5 separate regions of the Mus musculus genome follow, and regions 1, 2, 4 and 5 are each linked to region 3. A link is a contact called in public HiChIP or PLAC-seq and promoter capture Hi-C data. All regions are on one chromosome and are shown on one strand. The core of a region is the stretch at or near the end of the contact, and the rest is flanking DNA. Distances in the headings are between cores, read along the strand shown.

Region 1 (4,363 bases), core at 375-2,874, 590 kb after region 3:
CTATTAATATGGTCAGTGTTCAATTACTTAAGGAACTTATAGGTAAAGATGTTATAAGAACCTTTTTACGTGTGGTTTCCTCACAGAATCTGAAACATTCAGGGATGTTCATGGATTTAATTTTGTTAGATATCAAATCATGTAATGTATATGACTAACAGTTGTCACATAATAAGTATTCTGTCACTCTCTTTCAGACAACAGGAAGGAACTGAGTCTTGGTCAGGAATCCTATAGGGACCTTTATTCTTGTAGGCATGTCTAATCTATGGTCCATGAATCACATGTGCCAAGGACAGCTCTGAATGCAGCCCAATGCAAAACTATAAACTTCTTAGAATTTTTTGATCACATTTTTAACTCCATTGTGCTGTTATGGTGCATAAACTTTGGAAATGCTAGTGGCCTATGACTAATACCAAAATGACCAAATATGCTTGCAAGAAGTTCAACTGATCGTCCAATGGTTAGTGCTATGACATTTTTATTTATATTTTGGATATTTGCACATAAAAACATCCAGTCTCTGTTGACAGCACAGGAGAGGAGAAGAGAGCTAAGGGAGCCAAAGGGAATAAACATGTCACTCTGTTCTAGCCTATCAATCATACTGACCTTTTAAAAAAAATGCCATTGAGAGTGTTGTGTGGAAACATTTGGAAAAGTCATCTTCCCACTAGATACCTCTCGTTTCATTTAATAATTCAATGCACACTTTTCCTCTATCTAAGATCATTATACTTGGAGAATTTCCTTAGGTTTGCTTGGGTTTGTCATGCTTATTTAACCTCATAATTTTTCACCTGTTCTCTTGCTCAAGCCTCAACTAAAGGTCGGGACCCTGTTATCATTCTTTAATGACATCGTTTAATTTGTTCAGATACACACACATACACACACACACACACACACACACACATACACACACACACACACACACACACACACACACACACACACACACAGTTTTCATGAGGCAAGGCCACGTCATGCTGAACATTTACCAGAAGAAACACAAGGCAAAACTGCTGGGAAACAAGCCAGAGATCAATGCTCTACCGTAGCAGCCACTGGCATCACTGACACAGCTGTGGTCAAGGCAGGCTTGAAGATGACTTCAAGTAGCACTTCCAAGCTGCAAAGTGCCTAAACTGACTTCTAGATCAGCAGTCACTCCTGAGTTTTCAACCAGGTCTCAAAGTAGATCTTTTGAGCTAATCAAGCCGATAAAACCCCACCATTATTACAGAAGTAAAATAGAGGAAATTTTTTTAAGTAAGGGGGCTTTATATCATCCTATCCAGAAAAAAAAAAAAAGAAGCCATGAATAGGAATTAATTTCGGGAGTTAAAACTAAAACATGCTATCAGGCTCGCTTAGTTCAGTAGATGAACAGTAGTGACTGGAGCAATGATGTGTTCTTACTGCCACTGTGTGGTCAAATGTAAGAACTACACTTTCTGTCCAATGTCAGCTACTCTTAAACTAATCGTGATCAGGCCTTGCTCTAAGTTCCTCAAAGTCACATAGCATCTTATACCTGTATGTGATTTTTACCCTTACTTCATCACTTAGACGGCGTATAAATAACCCTCTGGAATCCAAGCCCCTGCTGCTGCATCACACACATCTCCTCGGCAAGCAGTTAACATTTTGAAGCTTCTGTATTACATAGTGTCCCCAAACCACTGCCTTTGGAATCTCTCATTTTAGGGACTCCCTTGATGAGGTATACTTTCATTGGCTCTTATTAGTCATTTGAACCCCAAGGACATCCCAGTTGTTCTTAAGGAGTAATTGGAAACTTAACGACATGGCATATAATTTGTGGAGAGTGAGAGCTGGTTTATTGAATGCAAACACGTGCTTTGTGTCCTGGAAGTTCATAATGTCGTCTATGCTAGAGATAAAGGAAGGATTAGAAACTCCATGCAGTAGAAGCGCAAAGGCTTCCTTAAAAAGGCCAACTGGGACCATGGCAGGATGGCTCAGCGCGGAGGTGGATAGTCCATGGCAAAGTTAAACAGTTCTCTGGTTTGTATGTTCAAGGCTGTGTTTTCTTCATGTCACAGCCAGGCAGGCCTTCAGCCAAGTGTGAAAACCTTAAGTACTGTGTAATGAGACCTTGGACATTAACACCGACCTGCCATTTCCGCAGTTTCTGCAAGTAGATTGGAGACAGACTCTGGTGAAGAGAGAGACAATGGTGGCAGCCCTGACTACCGGCATCAGACACGGCTAAGGAATTTGTAACATGCTGTTTAGTGACTCTGGGGGGTGAAGGGCCTGGTGATTAAGGAAATTAATTTCCTACAATACAATGTAGAAGGGTTTCATTTCTCTCATATCATTAAGGGAGGGCACTCCTACGCACCTTCTTTCTTTTTCTCTTCAAGAGCATTTGCAATATGCATATAATTCAACTTCTGGAAAATATTAATGGCCTTGGTCACTGCAGACGCCGCACCTGCACTTTGAATCAGGTGGTCAGCTAACTCTGTCCTATCTGCCACGTCGAGTGTGCTCCTGGCAATCTGAAACTCAGTCAAAGCAAAGTACTTGAACCGTTTCAGTTCTTCCTCCGTGATGTGGTCCAGGCCGGTCAACAACAGCATTTCCCGGTACTCACTCTCCATCTCACAGTCCCAGGATCAGCCTGAAAAGAAACCTCGGCCGTAAGATTACAGCACTCTATGCAAGTCTACATTCAGGACACACAAGGTAAGTGGTTAACAAGGCATACCCAAGATGACAGAGCAGGAGGAGAGCATTAGGTGAAACGTGAAAAATGAATCGCTATGCAAGATGATCAAAAAAGGATACTTTCAAAGGGCATGTGGTAACCTAGGAATTCTTAGGGTTCCTGACCCCTGCAAAGTGTAGAATATGGCACAGTGTGTATACTTCAGGCATATAACTTAAAATTTAACATACATATACATGAAATATATTTACCAGTTCATTCACTTGAGGACCATATTTTGCTGTCCCATCTCTTCAAATTCAAGATCAGAAGATTTTTCTCCTGTATTCTTCTCTAGAGACTTAAAAGGTTTAACTTGTATATCTATGACCTATTCTGGATTCTTTTGTATATGGTATAAAACTATACAAAGATCCTTTTGTGCACGTGGCAAAAATTTTCCGTGATTGTATGGAGAAGACCATGTCTTCTTTGTTTTCCAAAAAAATTCACTTTCCCATATATGAGTTGGTCTATTTAAGGATTCTTTCCCTTGTTCCTTAATTTATCTCTCTCTTAATTTAGGATGTATGTGATATTCTGAATGGGAACATTCAATAAAAAGAAGATGTCAATTTGTCAATTAATAGACAAACTACATGCAAAATCTCAGAGAAATCATGTAAGGATAATTCTACATCTGCATGCAAAGCTAAGGACAAAAAGATACCAAATATGTTAAAATATTCACCAAGTAACACTCTGCCGACTACCTATAAATGCTTTTAAAGACTTAATAATTAGGGAAGTCAAATGGTAAGCAGAAAAATGTCAGAATAAAATCAGAACCACATATACAAAAAACATGGCACATAAACAGTATGAATAAATCTGAAAGAAAGAATTATCAGCAAAGAACAGTATTCAGAAAAATTATGTGGGAGATGATAATAATTGATCTTTATCTTATATCACAGAAAAATAAATACTCACCTAGATACAATAGCTAAATAGGAATAGCAGTACAGTTGAGAAACACTGGATTTTTTTTCTTCACTTTACATTGAGAAAAAGGAAAACTTCCTAAACAATATACATAAAGGACATGTTAGGGAGGCAAGAGTTATTAAATTTCATCGAAAACATAGTCTAAAATTCTGCATGAAAATACAAACAATGCAAACATCAACAAAAAGGTCCAAATTGGGATTGTACCGCCTCCAGTGTCTATGATGAATAAACGCCTTGTTTTCAAATATGTGAAGAAAACCACATATCTGTGAGAAATTGTCAACTGCCTAGGTGAAGAGTGGTGAAAAGAGATGAACAAGCAGTGTGCTTCAGTATGTGATGACGTTGTGTAACAATATCATTAACACTGCTAGTAGTCTGTTACTTTGCAGTGAACAAGGTAGAAGAAATAAGACCAGAACAGGGGGATTCATGAGAAGAAAACAACAGGTCAAAGACCCTCACATTTCCCACCACTGCAGACTATTTCAATGAGCTCTATAGACTACAGTTAATGAGACCTTGCCACTCTCGGTAAAAACTGGGCAGGTAAGGAAGAGATCAGAGTATCTCTGCTTACGTGGGTGGTGCTCATATTCAAAGCCCAAAACTACCATAAGCACCCTTTCCAACTTAAGACATACAATACACCCAGAATAGCCACAGCGA
Region 2 (3,885 bases), core at 1,234-3,733, 530 kb after region 3:
TCTCTGTAACTTCTCTTGTGGTTATTTTGTTCCCTATTCTAAGGAGGAATGAAGTATCCACCCATTGGTTATCCCTCTTTTTGATTTTCTTATGTTTTGCAAATTGTATCTTGGGTGTTCTATGTTTCTGGGCGAATATCCAATTATCAGTGAGTGCATATCTAATGACTTCTTTTGTCATTGGGTTAACTCACTAAGGATGATATCCTCCAGATATATACATTTGTCCAAGAATTTCACAAATCCATTGTTTTTAATAACTGAGTGGTACTCCATTGTGTAAATGTACAACTTTTTCGGTATCCATTCTTCTGTTGAGGAACATCTGGGTTCTTTCCAGCTTCTGGATATTATAAATAAAGCTGCTATGAACATATTAGGGCATGTGTTCTTATTACCAGTTGGAACTTCTTCTGGGTATATGCCCAGGAGAGGTATTGCTGGATCTTCTGGGAGTATTATGCCCAATTTCCTGAGGAACCTTCAGACTGACTTCCAGAGTGATTTACAAGCTTGCAATCCCACCAGCAGTGGAGGAGTGTTCCTCCTTCTCCACATCCTTGCCAGCATCGACGGGACTCTGTTATAGCCAGTGCCGGACAAATACAGAAGTGGATGCTCACAGGCATCTATAACATGGAACACAGGGCCCCCAATGGAGAAGCTAGAGAAAGCACCCAAGGAGCTGAAGGGGTCTACAACCCTATAGGTGGAACAACAATATGAAATAACTAGTACCCCCAGAGCTGCATATGTAGCAGAAAATGGCCTAGTGAGCCATCACTGGGAAGAGAGGTCCCTTGGTATTGCAAACTTTATATGCCCCAGTACAGGGGAATACCAGGGCCAAGAAGCGGGAGTGGGTGGGAAGGGGAGCAGGGCAGAGGGAGGTTATAGAGAACTTTCGGGATAGCATTTGAAAAGTATATAAAGAAAATATCTAATAAAAAATAAATTTAAAAAAATGAAAAAACAAACAAACAAACAAAAAAAAAACAAAACCAGGTGTCAGATGCATTCCTGCCTCACTGCCCTAGCATTCCCCTACAATGGGGCATCAAGTCTCCACAGGACCAAGGGCCTCTCCTCCCATTGATGCCAGATAAGGCAATCCTCTACTACATATGCAGCTGGAGCCATGGGATCCCTCCTTTGTTGGTGTTTTAGTCCCTGGGTGTTGGGAGCCATTAAGACAACACAATTGTCCTGATCTCTGAATTGGGCCTCTCCCCCCCCCCCCCCGAGAAGAAAAGGGGGTCAAAAGCGGGCCACCGACACACCGCTCCTAGAACAACCACAGATTGTTCCAGCCCTAAGTCAGCTCCAGATGTCCTGACCTCAAGATACTCTGATACCTCCAAGTTCCTGCTTCCCCCTGTAACTGCCTAAAGAATGTGCAATTCTATTGCTCCATCCCTCCTGCTGAGAAGTACTTCCCCTTTTGCTTGTGCAATTCTACTGCCCCATCCTTCCTGCTGAAAGGCACTTCCCCTTTTGCTTGTGCATTTAAACCTTGGGCCTGACTAATACATTGGGGCTTTGATGCAATTCAGAACGGTTCTGTGTCATTATTCGCACAAGACCCTCGTCTCTCTCTACCTCTGATTTGGTTCTTAGGAGAAGGTCCCCTGAGAACCTCGAATAACTGGACCTGCTGGATGGGTCACCTGGGAGCTCTGGGGTGTCTGGTTGGTTGATTTTGTTTTCTTCCTATGGAATTGCAAACCCCTTCATATCTTTCAGTCCTTCCACTAACTCCTCCATTGGGATCCCCATTCTCAGTCTGGTGGTTGGCTGAGAGAATCTAAGCATCCACATCTGTTTTGGTCAGACTATGGCAGAGCCTCTCAGAGGACAGCTATACCAGGATCCTGTCAGCAAGCTCGCTTGGCATCCCCAATATTATCTGGTTTTGGTGTCTGTAGATGAGACGGATCCCCAGGTGGGGCCGCCTATGCATGGTCTTTCCTTCAGCCTATGCTCCACTCTTCGTCCCTGAATTTCCATTAGACAGGAGCAATTCTGGGTTAATATTTTTGATATGGGTGGGTGATCCAATCTTTCAACCGAGTGCTGTGCCTAACCACTGGATATGGTTTCTACAGGTTCTATCTCCCCTTTGTTGGCTATTTTGGCTAATGTCATCCTTCTTGGGTCCTGGGAACCCCTTGCTTCCATGGCATCTGGGACTTTCTAGTGGCTACCCTTGTTTCCCCATCCTCCACTGGTACACACCTCCATTCAATTTCTGACCCTCTGTACTTCTCCTGCCCTCTCTGTCTCCTCCCACACATGATCCTTTTCCTCCTTCTCCTTTCTCCCTCCCAGGTCACTTCTACCCTCTACCTCCCATGATTATTTTGTTCCCCCTTCGGAGTAATACCGAAGCTCAAGAAAAAGGATGACCAAATTGTGGATGCTTTAGTCTTAGTAGTTATAATGGTAAAACCCACATAAAAACAGCCACTGAAAGTGTAGGAAGGAAACAGTGAGTAAAACTGAGAAATACTTGAAACCAAGGCTGAGCAGAATGAAAAACAAGCCTGCTTCACTGTGCCTCTGCTTCAAAACTAAAGCCCTGGCCAAAGAAAGGGGAAACTGGAAGGATATCAACATGGTTGACAGACAGAGAAAGGAGGGCATAAGTCCTAATTTATTTACTGTTAAATGTAAGAAGAAAATACCATAAGGTGAAGGGGCAATAATGGAAAGAAAGCAAAACAAAACAGAACCCCATATTATATATAGTATATATAACATATTATAGTGTTATTATATATTACATAACATATTATAGTGTTATTAATCTATGCTGGGAGCAGCTACACAGCCACTGAGATTTAACTTTTATTAACTTCCAAACACATTCACCTGTATGTTGTGTGTAAATAATTCTTTAATGGTGAAATAATTTAAAAACAAATTACACAAAAATTCTTTGAAAGGCTAGATTATTTATGTAATGTACTTTCAAATAGAACTCAGAAAATGTTTTTCAATAACTATCACAAAATTATAGAGTTGCCCTTTCAATAAAAAGAGAATATTCTGGGTTATGGATTTATCCAGTAAAATAGTACATTGTATTTCTTATAACTCATGTTCATTCACCATTCAAAAATAGTGTCCTAAAATATATTTTGTCCCATATATGTACACATGAACACACCCGCACTCAAGTATGTAGACATTGTACATCCCATTTGAATACAAGAGAGCACACATAAACTAATTTGAAAGAGCCACAAGAAAAACCAGACATTGATTTATGTTACATTTATATGGTGTCTCTCAGTTCCTAAGTGGACAAAAGGAAAATATCTGAAAAGAGTTAGAAAGTTTAGTAATATAACTGATAAACTTGAGAAGATTTTTCTAATGTGTGTTAAATCAACATTTAAAGTGCTTTGTTCAAATACACAGGATGGGCTATTCCAGGAGTGTACAGGTAGCTTGTAGAATAGAAATGTTTTTCACGTTAACTACATCTCTTCCCCATGTCTTAATGTAAGAAAATAAAAAACGCAAACTAACAAACCAAAACCGTGACATCTCCAGATGATGGACGTTTCCTCATAGTACTTGTTAAATGTGCTCATGAAACCATTAAAAGATCGTTAGTTTGAGTAGTTGTCCTTCTGAATCAGAAACATTTTCTACTGCGCATGCCCATCACCCTCGCCTGCTGTGTAATAGTGAGAATGCAGCTTCATGTCCAAATGTACTTTTGACTAAATACTGTTTCATGATAATTCTTTTGTTTCACTATTTTATGTTTTACCCAGTCAATCAGCACAGCCAAGAGGTTCCTTTGCACTCTTTAGCCAAGCTAACCAAAACTCTCTTCTTGTATTATGTTTATTTATACTTACACTTAGAAAGTTT
Region 3 (3,926 bases), core at 316-2,815:
TGTTGAGGTCAGATGTTGCTGCTAGCTTTCGGTGGCCTTTTCATTTCAAGGCTGCAATGACTGTTTACCTTATCGCCCACACTTTTATGATGTATAAATTGTGAGCCATCAGATACCCACACGGGGGTGGTCTGATGATTAAAAAACAGAACCAAAACTTTGGCAGACCAGGTACAAGGCAGATAGACAGATAGATTAGACAGATAGATAGATAGGTTAGATAGATAGATAGATAGATAGATAGATAGATAGATAGATAGATAGATAGATAGATAGATTAGATAGATAGATAGATAGATAGATAGACAGACAGATAGATAATTATCAAAGTCACAAATACAATTCAAATATTTCTATATGCCAGTTTTTAATCTTCCATGGATTTCTTCATTGTCATGTTGAAAATGATTCAGAAAAAAATGCCTTTTGCTCATTCTGCTCTACCTCTGATTGATCTGTCTAAAAGACTGAACATATGCAGCATAGTAAGTGCTAAACTCAGTGGTACACTTATTGGCATTTATTTTGATTCTGCAAAATGATTCACAAGCCATTTGAGTGTTGCATTTACCCTGAATGTGGGTAATGTCAAAAGAGATAATTAGGTGTCTCTCAACAAAGTTCTGATCTTTTCACTGACCCTCTTCACGGCTTCCTTCACCTCTTTGTTGCGAAGGGAATAGATGATAGGGTTGAGGAATGGAGTTAGGAGGGCATACACTAAGGCAATAAGTTTGTCAGTGCCCTCAGGTCTGCTCTGAGGTGAACCCACATACACAGTAAAAGCAGAAGCATAGAACAGTGCAACCACTGTCATATGGGAGGAGCATGTGGAGAAGGCTTTGGCTCGACTGGCAGCTGAAGGCAGCTTCAGGACAGCTGTCAGAATACCCCCATAGAGTCCCAAGATGAGGACAAAATTGCATCCAGTGGCCACACCAATCACTGCCCCGTGAACCCGAGCATGCCACCTTGTGCTCACACATGCCAACCGCATTAGTGGTGCCAGGTCACAAAAGTAATGGGCTATTTCTTTCAAGCAATACGGTAAACTGGCAGTGAGACATGCAGGCACCAGGGCAGCTGAAAAGCCAGCTACCCAAGTGGCACCTGCAAGCCATAGCTGTACCTGCCTGCTCATGAGTGCATGGTAGTGCAGTGGACGACAGATAGCAAGGTAGCGGTCCAGAGCCATGACACCTAACAGGTAGCACTCGGTCATGCCCAAGGAGTGAAAGACATACAGCTGGACGAAGCATGCAGACGAGGGGATGGGTGAATGCCCATGGAGCAGGGTGTGCAGCAAGGTGGGCACTGTGGTGCTGACATACCAGAGTTCCAGGAAGGAGAGGACACTGATAAAGAAGTACATGGGAGTGGACAGCCCTGAATCTGCCTGAACCAAGACAATGATGAACAAGTTCCCTGCCAGTGTGAGGAGATAGATGCACAGGGTCCCCAGGAAGGCAAGAGGTCGGAGGGCACCAGAGGTAGTGAAACCAGCAAGGATGAAGGTCCGTGTCCAGGTGTAGTTGACATGATCCATGGTTCCAAGGAGGAGGTGGAGTTAAGGTCCAAGATTAACTACGTCAGGATCTTCCATCTCTTTGTGAAATACTCCTAGAGTCAAGAGCAGCAACTCTGAGTACATGGCTGAGGTTGGACATAATCTAATTAAATCCCTATGTTGTGATACTGGAGCTGCAGCCCCCTCCCATCCCCATCAATGTGAAATGATTGGTTTCAACATCAGTAGGTGGCTGGGCTAGAACTAGAAATGAAGACACCTGGTTTATTCTTCTGAGTGTTCTACTCCTGATCTCTTGAGTGTCCACCAACACAGTTCTCCCCTATCCCACTCTCAATAAAAGGAAATGGAACCTTTCTACTGTAATCTCTCCTATGACCTATATGTTTCTTGGGGACTCTGTGCATCTATTTTAGAATAATAAAATAACTAGAAGTGTTGGTCTGTTCTAAAGGAAGGCTTGATGTCTACAGAAAGTTATAGTGACTTTTTTCAGGAAGTCTTATACTTCATTGACTATTCTGGTAGGGAAAGATTAAGTGATCTATGCCTGACAATGATGCAGACACTCTAAGATTAATCCCTAAAATATAATGCCCATGAAATGTAATGGTTATTCACTTCCAGGCCCATCATATACAATGATTATTCAATTCTAGACCCATCATATACAATGATTATTCACTACCAGGCCCATGATATGCCCTGATTATTCCCTATCAGTCCTATGATCTCCTATGAGTATTTACTATCAGTCCCACAATCTTCTATGAGTGTTCACTCTCAGGCTCACGATATCTACTGATTGTTCACCCAACATTCATACCGTACCTTCTAAAAGTTGAGCTTCATGAGAGACAGATGACATGAATTTTCAAAGAAGAAAAGTGTGAGTCAGAATCCCCAGGCAGAAAAGAAACTTTGCAGTAGCTGTGAATTGGCTGCATGCCCTTGCTCTGACACACCCCAGCTGTACACTCTGAACTAGGGGATTTTTTTTTTTTACTTAACCAACTTCCTGTTTCCTAAAATGAAGAAGAAGAACAAGATTTGGCAGTTGGTTTCTGAAACTGTTATGAGTTCTGATCTCCCTAGGATATTGGGAAATGATTGTGAGTTTTGTGGTTGGGTTTTCCTTCCATAACCTGAGGCTACTCACTAGGAAAGATCAAAATCAAAACTCTTGCCTTATTCTCTTCTGGTAATCTCCTACACTCTACCACCGTCATCTATCACCTGACCATTTGGTGGCATTAGCATCCGTGTCATCCCCCTAATGGCAATTCCGATCTCTATCTACTTATATGAAACGGTCCTGGAAAGGCTGCTTTCCCAGAGGCCCCTCGTTGGGTGTTCCCTGGAGCTGTGAGTATGATGAGCTCTCAGAATCCCTCTGGAGCAAGAAGTTGGGTAGAGAGAAGTGAAACAGCATTTCTATTCCTAAGATGACTTCTTTGCTTCTTGCTACCAGGGATGATGCTTTTGTCGTGAAATCTATCCTTCTTAAGAGACAACTAATTAATAGTAAGGCTGTGGGAATTGATTTCAAAGGAAGAGATGAATAATTGTTTAAAATAATTTTACAGAGAATCTCCCCCTTTGGTTCCTTTATCTCTATAATAATAATAATAATAATAATAATTATTATTATTATATTATTATTATTATTATTATTATTATTACTATTAACATTACATCCGAATCACTGTCCCCACTTCTGGTCCCCCCTCGGACAGTGCTTACTCCTATCTCCTGCTGTAGCCTCTCAACCCTGGCACATCAAATCTTGCAGGACAAGGCACAACCTCTCCAACTGAGGCCAGACAAGGCAGCCCAGTTAGCAACTCAAGAGCTCTGTAGCAAAAGACTGCTTAAAAAACAAAAACAAACAAACAAACAAACCCAGGAGATTTCATGGATCTCATCTATAAAAATGAGAACACACTTCCAGAAATGATATGAAAAAAAAATCCAGAATGTGTAAATACACTTACATTAGTTTGCTTACAAGTTGTAAAAACACAATTAAAATTTATTTTGATGAATATGGTGGGTTTCAAAGCACAGAAAGGGGGAAACTAGGTTTTAAAGTTGGAGAAGCACTCACTCATGTTATATGCCCTGTGGCTTACTTTATTATAAAGGATAGAGTTATATTATCTACTGGAACAATTGTGCTCACCTTAAAAATTCACTTTCACATGATGACACTGTGTGCTGCTCTAGTAATCAACAATGAGCATTTATTTGCTTGCATTGTTGGGTGACTACTGAACACTCCATAAAACGTCTTTAGGTCTTTTGGTGTCATCATCAAGTATAGAGCCTAGAGATGAATTAATTTACTCTAGGAGAGAGTCAGCACTTCTTTTAGGCGTTACCAAGTAGTGTGCTGCTT
Region 4 (4,303 bases), core at 1,014-3,513, 630 kb after region 3:
GATTTTTTTGTTTTCATTTTGTGATTTATAATTTATTTACTTTAATTATTTTATTTATTTATAATTATTTACTTGCTTTTTATACTACTCTACAACACCCAACCCTCCCAACTGCAACGCTCTCAGTTTCCCTCCTACCTGAACATCTAAACCTGGAATCTAGGCACAGAGCTTGGACTTATACAGAAACAACACTCTGGGCCTCCTGTGCCAAGTTTACAAACCAGGTAATGACTGCAGGGTGCTCCACTAAAAACTCCTACATTCCAAGGGCTCTCTGCCAATGCCAAAGCAAGAAATGAAAAGGAAACCAATTTTGTGGAAGTAAAGTAGTGTGAAAGCTCTCTTCTTCTTGGCTCTCAATTTAAAACCATGTCATTAAAACTTAGGGCTTCTCTGATTATACCTTTCCCACATCCAACCTGGGAACCGCAGCCAAGTGCCTACAAACACCTGTCTTGGACTCCTACCAAAAATGAGCTACCCTCGTGCAGCCAAATTAAGCAGGAAGAATGAATTAATAAAGTGCCCAGCTTTTCTCTGTTCTCTTTGCTCTCTACTCATTTTATGATCCATTTAAAGATGTGACTCGAAGGAGAATAGAAAGAATGCAGGCAGAGAAGGTAAGGATCGGGGCAATAACTCAAAGGAAGGAGCTAGAGGATCATAGATGTATAGAATGGAGTCACTCAGGAGAAATTCTACAAGCAGCGGACACTTCATACTATTCCAGAGAGCCACTCTACCCTCCCACACCACACGCTGGACTTCCAATAGCATTCCTATTGAGTGTTAAGTGCTTTAGGTCTGTTGGCTCATATCTAAACAGTGAGTCCATTTCTTCCACTTGTGCGCCTGTTCTGTCTTCAAGACTCCTTTGCCAGAATGGTTCTTGATACCAGTAACCAAGAAGCTGACAAACAATCAAACAAACAAAATAACAGATACAGGAGAAATCGCATCTTGTGGTTGCTTAGTAATGTCCTTGACTTTTAAAAGCTTCTCATCTCCTTCACCCATGCCAGTAGCATCACATCCAGTCCCAACTATAGCCCAAGGGACTGAACTAAGTAGTCCCTGGAAGAGGGGGTGACTTGCTGGTGCATCATTCGCTTTCCAGCCCAGAATAGTTCTAAGAGCTTTGGTCAGGACACTATCTCAAAAGCCACTTGTTTAGGGAGAAGGGGTAACACTGGGTAGGAATTTTAAAAATCAAACGCCCACAGACTGTCATCTCTCAGAAACCTTAGGCCTGTGCAGCACATCCCACCCAGAGTCAAATGGCTAAGGATTTTAGTGCTTTCATGGTGACCTCCTGGCCCATGGGCCCTTATATTTAAAGGCTGTTTTGCTTCTTTCTCTCCAAGCTTCCCAGCTATTCAACAGCTGAGATGCCCACCACTGGACCAACGCTTGGTTTCAATAGCATCTGTACCTTCTAAGTCTTTAATTAACCTGAAGAATTTAAGGACTTTAAGCCTCATGAAAATGATTTAATCACATCGTTAGAGTCTAATTTTGGTAGGAAACTTACACTTTGGAAACCTATCCAATTCCAGTACACAAGGGGCTGTGTGTGCCCAAGCAAAGTCAATCCACCAAGAAAATAAAGTCTGCCATTATTTAACCATTTGTAGCCCTTTAAAATATCCTTCCAAATAAAACCTCAACTGTGAAACAGGAAACGCATGTTCTCATTCTCCTGAGAAAACAATGACTTAAACAAACTAGACATTTCCCTGGTGCCTGAAGGCTAAAGTCTGAAGTCCAGACACTACTGTTAAAGCAGTGTCCTAACACTTAAGGAAAAATTTAGCCCATCCTTGTGATGTCTGCCATTTTCAAAGATATTTTTTAAAGCTTCTGGTTTTCAAGTATCTGTAAGGAAAAAAAAATCTGTCATCTTCATCTGTCTTCCAACCTGGTCTTACACTTGAGATTCTTTTCTCTCTTTCCTTTTTGGAGATATAGGATCATTCAGTTCGTCTTCAGATTCCATTCTCTTTTGACTTCACATGCTGCTGATGGTCATTTATCTTAGAAAAGAACACTTGCTTTTGATTAAAGCTGCATGGCTTGTGTGAGTGTATGTGTGTGTTTCCTGACACCAAAGATGCTTGCCATACCACTTGCTGATTGCTGTTCTGGTCTCCCTCCCTTGCCAATTTGCAATGCTGGTTCCTCACTCCCTTGTCTTTACCTGTGAAAATAGAGGAAGCATCCTGGCAAACATATGAGGGCCTGTGGCATGCATTTCCTGTGCTTAGGAGGTGACTCATAAGTCACAGGTTGAGAACAACTTCCTTAAACTTGCAGTGCTGATGTGTATGTGCACTAATCCTGCTTGGGAGATACCCTGACCTGTTTATTCCATTTTACCACTTGCTCTACTTAGTTCAGGACCATTTGTATCCCTGCCTCTCAATATGCCAGTTCCCTTCAACATTTTATAATGATCTCTGACCTCTCTTCCTTTCCTTAACTCATGTTGTCTTATAGAAATTTTATAATTACTGAAGCCTTCATAATAATTCTCAAATTCTCAAAACTCATCAAATTAAATATTTTAAAGGTTTTCTCTGCGATATTTTGTTCTTCTAAAAGTGAGAATGAGATTATGGAAATAGAGCTGGCAAACCGTAAGCCAAGTCCAGCCTGTGGCCTAGTTCTTCGAGGATCCAGCCTGTGGCCTAGCTCTTTAAGGATCCAAGCTATAAAATGTTTTTTTTAAGTCTTTAAAAGAACTGAGAGGGGCTGGTGAGATGGCTCAGTGGGTAAGAGCACCCGACTGCTCTTCCAAAGGTCCAGAGTTCAAATCCCAGCAACCATATGGTGGCTCACAACCATCTGTAACGAGATCTGATGCCCTCTTCTGGTGCGTCTGAAGACAGCTACAGTGTACTTACATGTAATAAATAAATCTTTAAAAAAAAAAAAAAAAGAACTGAGAAATCAAAACCAAGAATGTCAGGATGCAGAGGCAGAGGAGAGCAGAAAACCTTTATGGGGAGTATTTGCCAGAATCTCTTCTATACTGTAGCTGTTCCTTTAGTCCAGCTTTGTTGCTAGTAGCTTCAGTAATATCCATTCTTTTAAACTTTCCCCCAAGTTTGCCAAAATAGACTACCATTCCTGGGTAATGAGTAGCACACACAAACTGAACCCTCAGGTTTGTAATGACAGAATGTGACCAGAGAATCTGAGAATTTCCTCATGATCTCATTTGCTCCCCACCTCCTCTGCTCTCTCTCTCTCTCTCTCTCTCTCTCTCTCTCTCTCTCTCTCTCTCTCTCTCTCTCTCTCTCTCTCTCTCCCACTCTCCCTCTGTCCCTCCTTCCTTCCTCCCCTCTGCCCCTCTGGGCTCCTATCCACTTGTGCTGAAGAGGTCAGCTCAGAACCATTAGAAAATTACACCAGACACCTCCCCCCCCTGGAAGAGACAGGTCAGAGAGCAGGTAGAGCAGAAGGGAGAGGCTGAGTAAGCCCCTACTACCTTACTCCCTAACGACCAATCAGTTTAAAGGGCACACTGTTCTGCCATATTGTGCTTAGTTGCTGATGCTCTATTCTACCCCTGGAAACCATATAAAAACTTGCCTCTCCTTTGGGTCTGAGATGATCCCAGTGCACTGGAACAATAATTTCCTCTTGTTTTTTGCATCAATTTCCGGCTCCACATGGATAACTGGGAGGTGGGGGATCCCTTGTAAGCTAAAGCTTGCCAGAATCTTACTCTGTGTGTGTGTGTGTGTGTGTGTGTGTGTGTGTGTGTGTGTGTGTGTGTTTGCACATACGCACAGAAGTGTGTGCATGCATGCCCATACTCAGGTATGTATGTGCATGTACATGTGTGTACACACAGGAGCATGTGTGGTATTTGAGGGTCACAGAAAACAACTCTTCAAACTGCATCCTTTACCTTCCCAATGCAATTGTCCATTTGAGATTCAAGCCATCTCTTTTCCCAGTGCACAGGAGGAGAGGGGGGAAGGCAGGTAGGGTAAATGGGAAACTGCTGCAGAAGTATGCAGAAAAAGAGGTCTGAAAAAATGTCTGCCAGAGAGGTTGTCCCAGGTGGAGACAATGGGTCCTCCTGGGGTAATCATTCTGCCTTAAGAGAAAGTATTCTATTTGTTTGTTTCCTTGCTTGCTTGTTGATGACAGGGGTTCTCTTGTAGCCCTGATTGTCCTGGAACTCAAGCTGTAGTCCAGGCTTGCCTTGAACTCATGGAAATCCACCTGCTTCTGCCTCCTGAGTACTGAGAATAAAGGTGTGCACCAGCACCGCCCTGCTGAGGGAAGC
Region 5 (4,346 bases), core at 1,429-3,928, 880 kb before region 3:
CTGGTGGATGAGACCCCGTCCCAAAAAACAAGGAGAACACTTAGTAAAAAATGACACTTAAGGTTGACCTCTGCATGTAGACACACACACACACACACACACACACACACACACACACACACACACACACACACACACACGCACACACACACACACACACATACACACACACACACACATACACACGTACATTCCTCTATACACCTCTGCAACCATAGACACTTGAACACATACATGCATGCACAAACACGCACATAGAAAAAGTATTGATGAAAATGACAATGCCTTTAAAATATTGTACAGGTTTTATTTATTTCTCCCTCCTGTTTTAAAGCCTGCTCTTGCTTTGCCATGAGTTCTATCTCTAAGACAAGACCCTCAGTTCTCTGAGCATCTCTTATAAATTGTAGTATTGCATAATCATTATCTTTTTCACCTCTCTTGGATGCATGCCAACTCTGAATGCCTCTTGGTTGTTTTTGTTTTTGTTTTTAATAGGATATAGAAATAAAGATGGTGACAAGGTAGAGTATAATATAAAATAAAAGAGTGCCTGGCCATTAATCTCCACTGCAGCCTACTCATTATTGTTCCTATCAAGACCCAAGAATTTTCTTATTACCAATGTCTATGCCATTTAAAACAAGTAAGGCTTAATGAACTGTCGCATATAGGGATTATCTTTGAACAAAACTGTCTCCTTAAATGTAGTAAATGATCAGAAGAATAAGGAATATATACAAATGATTTATTTTCCACTAATTGCATAACTGATTAGGCTCAAGAAGTGCCTTTTAAATCATCCAGTTTTGCTCTTCATTAACTGGATTGAATTATTACCTGAAATGAAATTTCAAATTTGAAGCATACAGCCATGCTATCTGTGCCTTTCCACTACTCATGATTCTACTGACACTGTCTCTCTTGTGATATAAAAAGCTATAATGAGCCCTGCATATAATAAGCAAAATAAAAAGACTTGTTTTATGATTATTATTGCTGTTGTTTTGATATTATTTGTAGGTTGTCTCTATTTGTATTCATTCTGAGAGGCATCTCTAAAGCAAGCAACTGATAGCTAGCTTACTTACATATATGACTAGTCCTGAAATAATGTAAAGAATGACCATCAGGTTGGACAACTGAGTCCCTGCTGACAGCTCTTTAGGGCAAAGGTGAACATTGGTTAGACTCTGCCGCATTCACTCTTCGGCTTCCCTTGATTCTCATAGTTAGCATGGGAAGATAAGTCCCAGAAGACGGAAGAGAGGCCTTCACCCCATCTTCCAGCTCTGCTTGGTGTTATCTTCAGCAGCTGCTTATTACTCTGTCCTTTCCCCTGAGGAATCTGGGATGTCTCGGCTGACTCTGGGTTGGCCCCTTCTGAGTAACTGCTTTGTAGTTCCACATTGTTGGAATGGATTTAAATATGAAAAGAAAGCAGGCAAGATGTTTGTTAGCAGCAAATTGTAAAATATATATATATATATTATTCTCTATGATTTTGAACTTAGGTGCGCTGTGAGTTGGCTGAAGCCAGAGTGTCGGGTTTTAATAAGGCATGCAAAATAGGATAATTCTGGGAAAGAAACCATCAAGGCAAAAATCAAAATGGAGTTCTGTGGTTTCAGAAGCAACAGCTTTTGCCAAGAAAACCAATAAAATATACTGAGGAAAGACCATAGTAGGCTGTTTTTTAAAAAAATAAGGTGAAATCTTATTTTCTTTGAAATTTCCCAGCTCAGTAACTAAGGTCTCAGGATTTTCTTAGGCCATTTCTTCATTGATGGGATCAAAGGTTTACCTCTGTGCATGTATACAGATGATGAGTTTACACTCAGGTGCCTTTGTCAGTTGAGACTCATGGAGGTTCAGTGCTGAAGAGGCCAATGGAAACCAAAAATCCCCCAGAGAAAAAGCCAGCATCCAGCGAACATCACAGTGAAGTGATCTATCCTGTCCAGACCAAGTGTGCGAACATTGGTCTATATTCTCTGGATGCTGAATAACCTGATTCGTATTGGAAATCTCTGTGTTCAAAATATCGGGAAAATATAAGGATATGTGGAAAAGAAAATAAATCTAAACGTTGGATACTTTGCGCTGAATTCATTCAAGACTTTAATCATTAATTAAACTCATTTTTGGCCATGGGATCAGCTTGCCTTCAATTTCACCCGCCTCAGTCATTAAAAACAAAAGGAACCTAGCTTTATGTGCATGTGCACACACATGTGTGCTTGTACGTGTGTGTGTGTGTGTGTGTGTGTGTGTGTGTGTGTGTGTGTGTGTGTGTGTGTGTGTGTGTGTGTGTGTTTCTATACTCTTGACATTTTGAGTCCACCCTAAAGAGAATGATCTGAAGGCGTGAATGGGGTTTGCGGGTAAAGAGGCTGGTGGATTTCTCTACATGACAAGGTTTGGATTGGAAGTCTGCTAAACAAAATGTTAAGAGCTGCCCACAAGGTTGTAAATCCACAGTCTGCAAAGAGGAAGGGAGAAATACAGAGAGCGACTGGGGTGTGTGTGTGTGTGTGAAGTATTTGTGGGTTAGATGAGAAGCGAGGGCTGAGTGAAGCCCGAGAAGGAGGGGTGACTGGTGTGATTTGTTTGGTGTTCTGAGCCAATAGAAACTCCAGCCTGTGATAATATCCCCATGCAGCGCCTAGAGGACTCAGTGCTGTCTCCAGCTCCTTCCACATCTGCAGGCGCGGCTGGGACGCGCTCCGCCCTCTGTGCGCTCCACTGGGCTCCGCTCGCTCCGCACACCCTCGCTGCTTCCCAGGCCTCCTGCAGAACCAGGCTGCGGCTGCCCCCGACGATACGGCGCACAGCCCGCTGTGGATCCTGTCATTCACAGAGAGGAGAGGGACAGGGAGACACACAAGGGAACCGAGGAGGAGGCTTCCATCTCGTCATTGCAGGTATGCGGCTTGTCACAACCTATCTGACTGCGCACAGGTTTCTATCTTCTGCCTTTCTAAGGCACCTAGGGTAGATTCACGTCTGTCCGCGGGGCTGGCTGGTTCGCAGAGAAGTGCCGAGTGAATGCCCCCTGAGTTACACTGCTTTCATGTGGCTGGGGCCACCAGGTGGATTCACCTATTGGATTCTGCGTAGGTGGAAAGCCCAGACCTTTAAACTTCACAGCGATCTTTAAATTAACTAATTAAATAAATAACACCAGTATCTGCACATTGTAGTGAGGGTTCCCCTTGGTGACCCGCATTCTAATGATGACCCAACATGTAATTGTTTAGAAAGCAGGTTTTGAATATAGTCAGCCTACCTAATATGTTAATGTGTTCCCTGTAGGATCAGGAAGCCACAGAGGATTTGGGCATGGTCTTGATTTCCTAAGCATGTACCAAAGTGGATACAGCCTCATGGCTGAAATATCACTATGTATTTAGGCTGTGTCTGAAGGAGAGAAGGAAAGAAGGGAGACAGCAAGTAAAAAACAAAAAACAAAAAATGCAGTTGTCATAGTCTTACCTTCACTGATCAATTAATGATACATTTGTCTTTCAGCACCCCTGACAGGATGAGTTCTAAACTCTCTCAAATTAGGTTAAAAGCATACGAATTGATCCCAGTACTCAAGAGGCTGAGGCAGGAGGATTGTGAGTTCCAGGCCAGCCTGGGCTACATAATTAAAACTATGAACTGAAAAACTTTGTACAAAATATAAACATTTCCAGGCAATGAAATGTGTAGTTCGTAGTTTTGTTTAATCGTCCAAGGTATAGATTTCTCTGTGTTTATTTTTGAGGTGAAAGGTAAGGGGGGGGCGATAAAATAGCTATTTTCCTGGGAATTTGCCATGTTTGATTCACAATTTTGAAGCTGGTTATGTAATTTTTCCCCCATGTTGATTACTTATGATTCAATTAACATTGCTTAATCAGTTCCATCTTCCTGGAAAAGCCAACGGGACTGAGTGAGTAATTGTGATAAAGGACTGGTCCTGGACAGTCCTCAGGGCTGATATTCACAGCCTTAGCCTCTGTACGAAGTGCTTTTCCTGGAATGGGGATACAGAGTAGGGGTCTCTTCAGGATGTCACGTGGGCCATCAGATGCAGAATCTGAGGAACGCTCTACTCAGTCAGCTCCTGGTATTTGCTGATGGAGACCCATTCATTGACAGTTCAGAGCTGGCTCATCCCCCCTCCGGTTCCTGAGTTCCAGCACTGCCCTTATCCCAAATCTTGTGCCTGCCCAAGCAAGATAAGGAAGTTATAAGAAAGCTATTCACTTTGCATATCACCGTGGAGCGTTTACGTCGACCCATTTTCTTTTAATCAGATGGCTGTGTTCTTTCGTCATTAGGAAGAATGCATGCGT

The links. Promoter capture Hi-C pulls out the DNA fragments that hold promoters and counts their contacts. HiChIP or PLAC-seq counts read pairs in DNA pulled down with a chosen protein or histone mark.
Region 1: a promoter capture Hi-C map of 3T3-L1-derived adipocytes shows a contact between it and region 3, with 6 times the contacts expected there. The contact joins the enhancer-like site here to the promoter of Olfr433 in region 3. A contact is called at or near these places in 14 of 39 promoter capture datasets (the 3T3-L1 cell line, 3T3-L1-derived adipocytes, the C10 cell line and 8 more), 2 of 15 datasets of contacts at CTCF or cohesin (CD8 T cells and large pre-B cells), 3 of 484 Hi-C or Micro-C datasets (B cells, bone marrow-derived macrophages and myeloid progenitors), 8 of 115 datasets of contacts at active chromatin or transcription factors (CD8 T cells, bone marrow-derived dendritic cells, bone marrow-derived macrophages and 4 more) and 3 of 9 other capture datasets (adipose tissue, liver and macrophages).
Region 2: a contact with region 3 is called in a BATF HiChIP or PLAC-seq map of CD8 T cells, with 10 read pairs. The contact joins the enhancer-like site here to the promoter of Olfr433 in region 3. A contact is called at or near these places in 2 of 39 promoter capture datasets (cranial neural crest and liver), 1 of 484 Hi-C or Micro-C datasets (B cells), 1 of 115 datasets of contacts at active chromatin or transcription factors (CD8 T cells) and 3 of 9 other capture datasets (adipose tissue, liver and pancreatic islet).
Region 4: a promoter capture Hi-C map of trophoblast stem cells shows a contact between it and region 3, with 2.2 times the contacts expected there. The contact joins the enhancer-like site here to the promoter of Olfr433 in region 3. A contact is called at or near these places in 6 of 39 promoter capture datasets (the C10 cell line, the HPC-7 cell line, hematopoietic stem and progenitor cells and 3 more), 1 of 115 datasets of contacts at active chromatin or transcription factors (CD8 T cells) and 1 of 9 other capture datasets (macrophages).
Region 5: a contact with region 3 is called in a promoter capture Hi-C map of the 3T3-L1 cell line, with 3 times the contacts expected there. The contact joins the promoter of Grem2 here to the promoter of Olfr433 in region 3. A contact is called at or near these places in 2 of 39 promoter capture datasets (the 3T3-L1 cell line and hippocampal neurons).

Annotation. Positions count from the first base shown.
Region 1 is chr1:173,453,627-173,457,989 of GRCm38.p6, reverse strand. Aim2 (absent in melanoma 2) reads right to left here. Exons shown (of 9, transcript NM_001013779.2): 4 at 3,677-3,766; 5 at 2,375-2,656. The coding sequence starts at 2,636. Among named protein-coding and RNA genes, the nearest start is that of Aim2, 35 kb to the right of the region's middle. Within about 2 kb of position 1,624, at least 17 of the 459 cell types and tissues checked have an H3K27ac peak or open chromatin away from gene starts, as enhancers often do. A contact at or near this core is called in 3T3-L1-derived adipocytes and CD8 T cells, where this site is marked.
Region 2 is chr1:173,509,374-173,513,258 of GRCm38.p6, reverse strand. No RefSeq gene overlaps it. Among named protein-coding and RNA genes, the nearest start is that of Ifi206, 20 kb to the right of the region's middle. Within about 2 kb of position 2,483, at least 17 of the 459 cell types and tissues checked have an H3K27ac peak or open chromatin away from gene starts, as enhancers often do. A contact at or near this core is called in B cells and CD8 T cells, where this site is marked.
Region 3 is chr1:174,039,572-174,043,497 of GRCm38.p6, reverse strand. Olfr433 (olfactory receptor 433) reads right to left here and starts at 1,565. Exons shown (of 1, transcript NM_146717.2): 1 at 562-1,565. The coding sequence starts at 1,546. The coding sequence ends at 602.
Region 4 is chr1:173,407,196-173,411,498 of GRCm38.p6, reverse strand. It overlaps a transcript of Aim2 not described here. Among named protein-coding and RNA genes, the nearest start is that of Aim2, 11 kb to the left of the region's middle. Within about 2 kb of position 2,263, at least 85 of the 459 cell types and tissues checked have an H3K27ac peak or open chromatin away from gene starts, as enhancers often do. A contact at or near this core is called in CD8 T cells, the HPC-7 cell line, hematopoietic stem and progenitor cells and 1 more, where this site is marked.
Region 5 is chr1:174,920,151-174,924,496 of GRCm38.p6, reverse strand. Grem2 (gremlin 2, DAN family BMP antagonist) reads left to right here and starts at 2,678. Exons shown (of 2, transcript NM_011825.1): 1 at 2,678-2,924.